Regions from separate parts of the Zea mays genome. Here region 2 is linked to region 1. Evidence: chromatin contacts called from public Hi-C data. All regions are on one chromosome and are shown on one strand. The core of a region is the stretch at or near the end of the contact, and the rest is flanking DNA. Distances in the headings are between cores, read along the strand shown.

Region 1 (3,885 bases), core at 887-3,386:
GGTCCAGCATATGACATACCTTTACTTTTTATAAGGTGTTCTTCGATATCGTGGATCCACACATTTCACCGAGCAAGCTATGCCAAGTCTTGGAACAACGCAATGTTCTTGCAATGCCAGCAAGTTCAAAAAGGTGAAATTCCATTCCTCCCCCCCATTACATGATGAAGCTCCATTCTCTGAGTAACACAATCAGTGTCCTTTCTTAGATAGGAGTAAAAAGGCAATGTCACAGCCTCTACACACAAAGCATATATGGCCCATGTTCGGTCTCCTTTCTTAATTATAGAAAACATTCATTGGAGGTGACCGATAAATGGGATCTGAATTCTATCGGTGATGTGGTTTCTTTTGACCAAAATTTGGGGAAAGAACTGTCGATTTGCAAGAAAACCATATAGAATCTCTCCAAACAAGTTAACATTAAAAACCTACACATAACCTAATTTTGAGTGTCACCATAAAAAACACAACTTTGAGTGAATACCAAACTCCATTGGTAAACACAGTCCCAAATTTTACAACAAACAGAGTTTTAAATATTGCAAGCTACTGGGTTGACTGGTTGGCAGGCAAATCATATCGCATATTTTTGGGCTGATAAAAAAATAAATACCATATTTATTGATAATCTATTGGTGATAATGTAAACCCGCTAACATTGTTTTCTTTTTTACTCTCATATCTTCATTTTTTTACTACTAAGCTCGACCAAGAGAAGAGACCTATATCTTCATTAAAAGAATAAGAAGGGTCGTGGTCCCTATTTTTACAGAAACTCTATGATCAGTTAGCAAGTCAGAACCTTAATCTAAACACCTGCAGTAGTATCTTTAATGATGGGCACATCCAAGGTTAGCTATCCACATTGAGTTTTGTGCTTCGTATCATGCAGTGTCAGGTTCGTCATCCATTACCAGATTTTAGACAGTGATGTTCAATATGCATTGACATGTGTCGAGGTACGCAAAAAGTTTATATGCACTGATCTGCCATGACTTGGTGCATTCCCTTCCTTTTGTTGTGTGCCTTGCAATATGAGAAATAAAATAATATATATGGTAATCACAGATGCCAAAAGGCCCAAACCAGAGTAACACTTTAAAGCAGACACAATAATCAAAAGTCATGGCTACAATGAATGGCCCAACACACGTGTATTTGCAACGTGCAAGGGTGACAAGAATATGAGCACTCTAATGCACCACCCTTTTGGTAACTGGGCTGATACAGTGAGGTACGTTATCTAAATGCCACACTTTAGGTAATACAAGTTAAACAACTAAAAATCTTGAAGTTTATATCTATTTATTTTTTATTGATGCATAATGTATTCTCCAATTAGGCAACTATATAGACACTTAGACTCTTTGATGTACCGTGTTGCGCATACTGTTGCGCACACTGCATCTCATCGATTCTTTTCTCATTTGTGTTGCTACAGTCGCTATTTCGCAAGATCGTCGTGGCCCTATTGGGAACGGAGATGCTCTTAATGAAGTAGGAGGACCGACCAATCCAACTAGCAACAGCAGGCAGGGAGTGGATGCGCCTGCTAGAAGAGTGCTAGCTCCGCGCATACGCTCGCTCGACAAACGTGTGTTGTTAACTATTGTATATAGTGTTATAATTACTGTCCTTTATTCTTGATGTTTGTTTTGTAGTTGAAACTCACATTGTTTTTTCATTTCCATCTCGATTTTGTATGCCGTGACCACGAAAGACTAAATGTTTTCTTGCGGTTTCTAAAAATATAGCTCTCTATTGTTGTGATTGTGTGCCGTCGCATCGCACGGGCAATGACCTAGTTCTAAATGAATTATGTTTGTATGCTGCTTTTGCATCTGTTGTCTCAAAAAATGGCAGCAGTGGTGTTCTATCAGTCATGAACACCAAGCGCTTAGTGTAGCTTAGACAGAAGTCTTGATGGTTGGATTATGATCCGCCTACCATTTATGTAACCTGATTGTATACAATGGTTTACTGTATGTCTTATTATATTCTATATACTATTCAATATATCTTATGTGTATGTGACTATTGTCGTATAATTAGGTGTTACTTACTGCCTGATAAGGCGCCCGAAAGGGCGCCCCATGTTCTAGTTAGTGACAAAAAGAAAGTGTGTCTGCCGTTACTACGTGCCTCGGTGCCTGCATCATAGTCATTCGTACTCGTACATATCCTCCTCTGCTGTCCTGGCGTTTGCGGGCCCGGTGCTTTCTCTTCCTTCCGGCCGCGGCAATGGCGTCGGGGAACAACAACAAGCAGAGGAGCGAGGAGGAGTGGCGCGTCGTACTCTCCCCTGAGCAGTTCCGCATCCTCCGCCTCAAGGGCACCGAGTTAGTACTCTACCTTCTCTCCTCTCTTCCCCCCCTAAGCGACTGCCACTGTGAGTCTGACGATTCATATTTGGCTGAGGTTGCTGTTGTTCCTCTGATCTACTTCCCGTGTCCATGGATCGATTCAATCCGATCGGATTCTCTTCGTATGTCCGCTGTCTGATACTAGTGGCCGTTGACTTCGATGTCAGGGGCCATGGCCACTCCTTGGTTGAAATTACTGAAATTTGAACCCTTCCTGGAGTTGCCGACGGAGGAATTCTAGCTCGTGTTGAAGTTATCGTTCGTCTAGTTCATCGAGGGTTGCACAAGTCCCCACCTCAAACTATTCCAGTTTCGGTTTTGTTTTGCAAGACCACTTCTTCAGGTTGACTTCTGATATAAAATGAATTTAGAGAGTAAAAAAAAGGGAACGTATCATGTGCTCATGGAGCTCTTGTGCTCATATGAGCACTTTAAATCTGGTGCCTTCGTTTCTCATCCAAGTGTGAATAGACATTTCTTAGTTTCTTCTATGTGTCACCCTTGTTGCGCCGCGCCGCCTGTCTCTTATGTGTGCCACTGCTGCCCTCACCCCCTGGATGAGAAATGAAGGCACTAGAAAGTGTTCATATGAGCACAAGTGCTCCATGAGCACAGGATACGTTCCCAAAAAAAAATGCCGACATCTTTGTAGTGACGGTTTACGTCTGCATCTGAGTGCAGACATATCCTTATAGTTCGATTTCTCATTTTCTTAACACGACTGGCCTCTTGGTTTAAGAGAAACACATGGACTTATGTTCTGCCCAAACAAAAATAGAGAAGTAGCAACAACTGTTTCTGCTCTGTTGACACGTGAGTTGAGCAATTGCAGTGGCCAAACTAAAATACTCCCTCCATTATGAACTTCAGCTCTGTTTTGAATTTCCTAGATAGCGCTTACATCTGGGTGCATAACAGTGACTTACAATTAAAAATGGAGGGAATACATATGATCTGCTGAGAGCATGAAACATTATGTTCTGCTGGAAGAGTACTGCTGATTAGCCGTACATCATAACAGGTTCAAAATTGTTCCTCTTCCTGTGGATCCACTATATATATGTTGTGTTGGATGCACGGATTTCATCTCCGGATCTAGGTGTTTGAGGAGGATTTAGCTATTTGCTCCCCATGTACAATTTAGCTGCTAAAGCCAGATATATCTGGCGATTAGCTGTTTGAGGAGGCAGGTAGCCAGATGTCATAGCCTGTGATTTGAAATACTGATTGGAAGTAAAACACTGTTGATCCAAGTGTCAGTTGACTATCATTGGAATATCTTGTGGGTAAAATTATAGCACAATTTTGAACAGTCGTTAGTAATTACCGCCTATACATGCAAATTTACAAATTTCGAATGGTGATGCTGATTTGTGAGCTGTAACCTTAACCTCTATTAGAAGAGTGGAGCAGTTACATGTGTGTGTAACTGTGAATGCTTTATCAAGCTCTTCAGGCTATGTTCAGTCATGGATTCCCAGTTAGGGCTTGTTCGGTTATTTTCAATCCATATGAATTG
Region 2 (3,885 bases), core at 1,023-3,522, 240 kb after region 1:
CTTTTTATGCGGTTAGTCCCTTGATGAAGAGAACGACTCTGATACCAATTGAGAGCACCTAGAGTGGGGTAAACAGGTGATCCTGAAAATTATCTCTAAACAACACAAACTTGGTTTATAATATGTGTTAGTGAGAACTAAAACCAAGTTAGGATGAAAAGAGAGAAGCAATGAGAACTCTTCACTTGATTGCTTCTTTAAGATGAGTATTAAACTTAGGAGCAATATTGCAAGTGAGTAGAGAACTCGAGAAGACATTAATCATAATAATTAAAATAGACAAGAGACACAACAATTTTTATCGTTGTTTGGCCAATGCCTACTCCACGTTGTGGTGACCTTTTTTGGTCAACGGTTGCACTTAATCCCTGTTAAGTGATCCAAAGATCAAACTTGAGTACCACAATTGTCTTTCTTATATCAATATCCCACTGTGAGAAATCTCCACAAATGATTACAATCAAAACGAAGAAAGGGGGGAGTAGAGACATACACAAGAACACAACGCATCAACAACACGCACACAAGCAAAAGAGAGAGCGCACGAATCAAAACGACAGAGTCATAGTTCAAGAACGTGCTCAAATCTCTCTCTAATAAATCAGCAACGTGGTCGTAGAGGTTCGAAGTTGTAGTGTGCTCAAAGGGTGCTTGGGTACTGTTTCAATGTGCCTAGGGGGTTCTTTCATAGCCTCAAGTGACCTATAAGCTGTGAGAGATTCAGTTGGAAGCTCCCAGCCTTCCCTTTTTGCGAGTGCACCATATTGACAATCAGTGATATGTTTCCTTCATCAGCCGAGCCGACCGTTGTGCGCCTTCGGTTGCATGGCACACAGGACACGACTCACCCGAGGCCACAACCCGCCCGAGGAAGCAACGCGCCCGAGGTAGCAGCTTGTCCGAGGCCACAGCTTGTCCGTTGCCACGACACGCCCGAGGCAGTCACGACTCGCTCGAGACAAACCTCGGCGGAAGACACAGCCCCGGCACGCCCAAGGCCATCCTCAGATGGGAGACAGTCACGGTTCGCCTAAGCGCAATCACGACTTGCCCGAGCATGTCTCGTGTGACTGTCCGGTGAGGTCAAGACTGGCCCAAGTTTGGCCATATTTAGCCAACCTTCTCCACTATATTTTTGCTTGACTTGAGAAGTTTTCTAGCATTTAGATGAACATTGTTAGCACATAAAATAAATGATTAAGTGCTAGAAACATACCTTTGTTTTAATTTGCTTTCTAAACACATGTGTCCGTGCTCATAGGAGTAGTATTAGTTCTTAGTAATATGTTGAACATTTGATCACCAAAACAACTAGAAATGGCCTAAGGGCACATTTCTCTTTCAGCTCTGCACTATTTTTTGTGCGGTGTGGTGGTCGGACCCGGAGTGTCAGCGCGGAGAGTGAAGTCATGGTAGCACGAGGTGGCCACATTAGGTTCTTAATAGAGTAGTATAGATATAGCATAGCTTTAGTTGTAGCTTTCCGCATATCCACCTCCACCCGACCACCCCTATTTGACTCTACGTCGATATCCGTCTTGTGTGGCCTGCCGATTCAAGACGATACTTGGATCTTACCCTCCGGGTGGCCTGCTGACCGGAGCACCCTAAGGTCTCTCCCTATGGGGCATGATCTGGGTTCATGCAAGGAGGAAGAGGACCTTGAGCCATCATGGACCATCTGGTCCATAGTGTGGACCGTCCAAAGCGATGCGGGGAAGGAGTCGCTCTTGAAGCGATGTCGCGAACCGTTCGTGCCGCCGCAGAGGGCACCACTAGTCGATATATCCCTAGTGTTTAGTGTGCACCAACATTAATATTAAATATGGACAACGACTATTGACAAGTAGACCTTATGCTGTCATCGGCAGGCTGTGCATATGGAGGTTCAAAACACTATTTTGCAGTTCTGACAACACAATTTATCGATTGAAGTTTAAAATAAAAGATGTGATTGAAGATGAGATAGAGGAGCTAACGGGGACCAGCTAGTCTAGTGGGTCTCTTGCTTGCGAATGACTGACTATACAGTTATACATTTATTGGGCGTAGGGACGACACTACATGATTGTGGATCTACTGAATGAAGAAAAAAAATTACTGCATCGGTGCTGTAACACGAAGCCGCTGCACCCACGCGTCGGGCTTCAGCTCGGCACCCTGCCTGGGTATCGAATGGCTCAAGCGCTCCTACACATCCGCTCGTTAAGGACCGTTCGGAGCCGAGCATTTGGGCTGAATAGCTCCCTACAGACCCACGGAGGGCGTGTTCGGTTATAACAATCTAGATAAATATTCCTTCTAATCCTTTTCTGGATTGACCTAACGGAACAAGCGAGAAAGGGGACTAGTATCAAAAAAAAGGGCTCGTCGCACACCCCTACTGGTACGTCCCAACTCCCAAGTCCCCATGGAGCTACCAGCACCGTCCTCCGCATCCTTCTTCCTCGTCGCCGTAGTGGCTGGCGCCACTCTCTTCCTCGTAACCGTTCTCCGGCTCCGCGCGCGCTCGACGCGCAAGTACAGGCTCCCACCAGGCCCGCGGCCGTGGCCGGTGATCGGCAACCTGAACCTGATCGGCCCGCTGCCTCACCACTCCGTCCACGAGCTCTCCAAGAGGTACGGCCCGCTCATGTCCCTGCGGTTCGGCTCCTTTCCCGTCGTCGTCGCGTCGTCGATCGACACGGCGAGGCTCATCCTCAAGACCCACGACCTGGCCTTCATCGACCGTCCTCAGACGGCGGCCGGCAGGTACACCACCTACAACTGCGCTGGCCTCTTCTACCAGCCCTACGGCGCGTACTGGCGTCAGGCGCGCAGGCTTTGCCAGGCCGAGCTCTTCAGCGCGAGGCGGCTCATGTCGCTCGAGCACGTCCGCAGCGACGAGGTGCGCGCCATGCTGAGCGACCTGCGTGCGGCGGCGTCGGCGCCGGCCGGCGGCCACGACGCGGTGACGCTCAGGGAGCACCTCTACATGGTGAACCTCAGCGTCGTCTCGCGCATGCTGCTGGGCAAGAAGTACGTCGTCGAGGGGTCTAGCTCGCCGGCGACGCCCGAGGAGTTCAGGTGGCTGATCGACGAGCACTTCTTTCTCAACGGCGTGCTCAACGTCGCGGACATGATCCCGTGGCTCAGCCCCCTGGACCCGCAAGGGTACGTCAAGAGGATGAAGAGGTCGGCCAAGATGCTGGACCGGTTCCTGGAGCACGTGGTGGACGAGCACAACGAGCGGCGGCGCCGAGAAGGAGAGGATTTCGTCGCCATGGACATGATGGACGTGCTCTTGGAGCTCGCTGACGACCCCAGCCAGCTCGAGGTCCCCATCACGCGGGATAATGTGAAGGGGTTCACTCTAGTAAGCGTTACTAATCCACATCATGCGTAGCATATTTTAACTTAGGTTAATTAGATTTAAACTTCAGAGTTCAGCCAAGCACAAAAGTAGACTAATGATGGAGTGGTCGTCCTGCACCCCAGGACCTGATGGGCGGCGGCACCGACACCTCGGCGGTGACTGTGGAGTGGGCCATGTCAGAGCTCCTGAGGAACCCAGAGGTCCTCGCCAAGGCCACCGAGGAGCTGGACCGTGTCGTCGGCCGCAACCGTCTTGTGGCAGAGGGGGACATCCCAAGCCTCCCGTACCTCGACGCCGTCGTGAAGGAGACCTTGCGCCTGCACCCAGTCGCGCCGCTCCTGACTCCGCGGCTGTGTCGGGAGGACGTGTCCGTGGGCGGCTACGACATCCCGGCGGGCGCGCGCGTCTTCGTCAACGCCTGGGCCATCGGCCGTGACCCGGCGGTGTGGGAAGCTCCCCTGGAGTTCCGGCCGGAGCGGTTCGCCGGAAGCGGCGTGGACGTCAAAGGGCAGCACTTCGAGCTGCTGCCG

The links. Hi-C and Micro-C count contacts between places; a contact is called where the count stands out from the background.
Region 2: a contact with region 1 is called in a Hi-C map of ear, with 2.1 times the contacts expected there. The contact joins the promoter of LOC100281654 here to the promoter of LOC100281999 in region 1. A contact is called at or near these places in 3 of 25 Hi-C or Micro-C datasets (ear, leaf mesophyll and tassel) and 1 of 3 datasets of contacts at active chromatin or transcription factors (leaf).

Annotation. Positions count from the first base shown.
Region 1 is chr1:62,660,636-62,664,520 of Zm-B73-REFERENCE-NAM-5.0, forward strand. LOC100281999 reads left to right here and starts at 2,137. Exons shown (of 3, transcript NM_001154914.1): 1 at 2,137-2,342. The coding sequence starts at 2,245. LOC103635193 (probable low-specificity L-threonine aldolase 2) reads left to right here. Exons shown (of 11, transcript XM_035963849.1): 10 at 36-133; 11 at 1,445-1,773. The coding sequence ends at 1,496.
Region 2 is chr1:62,895,555-62,899,439 of Zm-B73-REFERENCE-NAM-5.0, forward strand. LOC100281654 (flavonoid 3-monooxygenase) reads left to right here and starts at 2,273. Exons shown (of 2, transcript NM_001154573.2): 1 at 2,273-3,355; 2 at 3,478-3,885. The coding sequence starts at 2,411.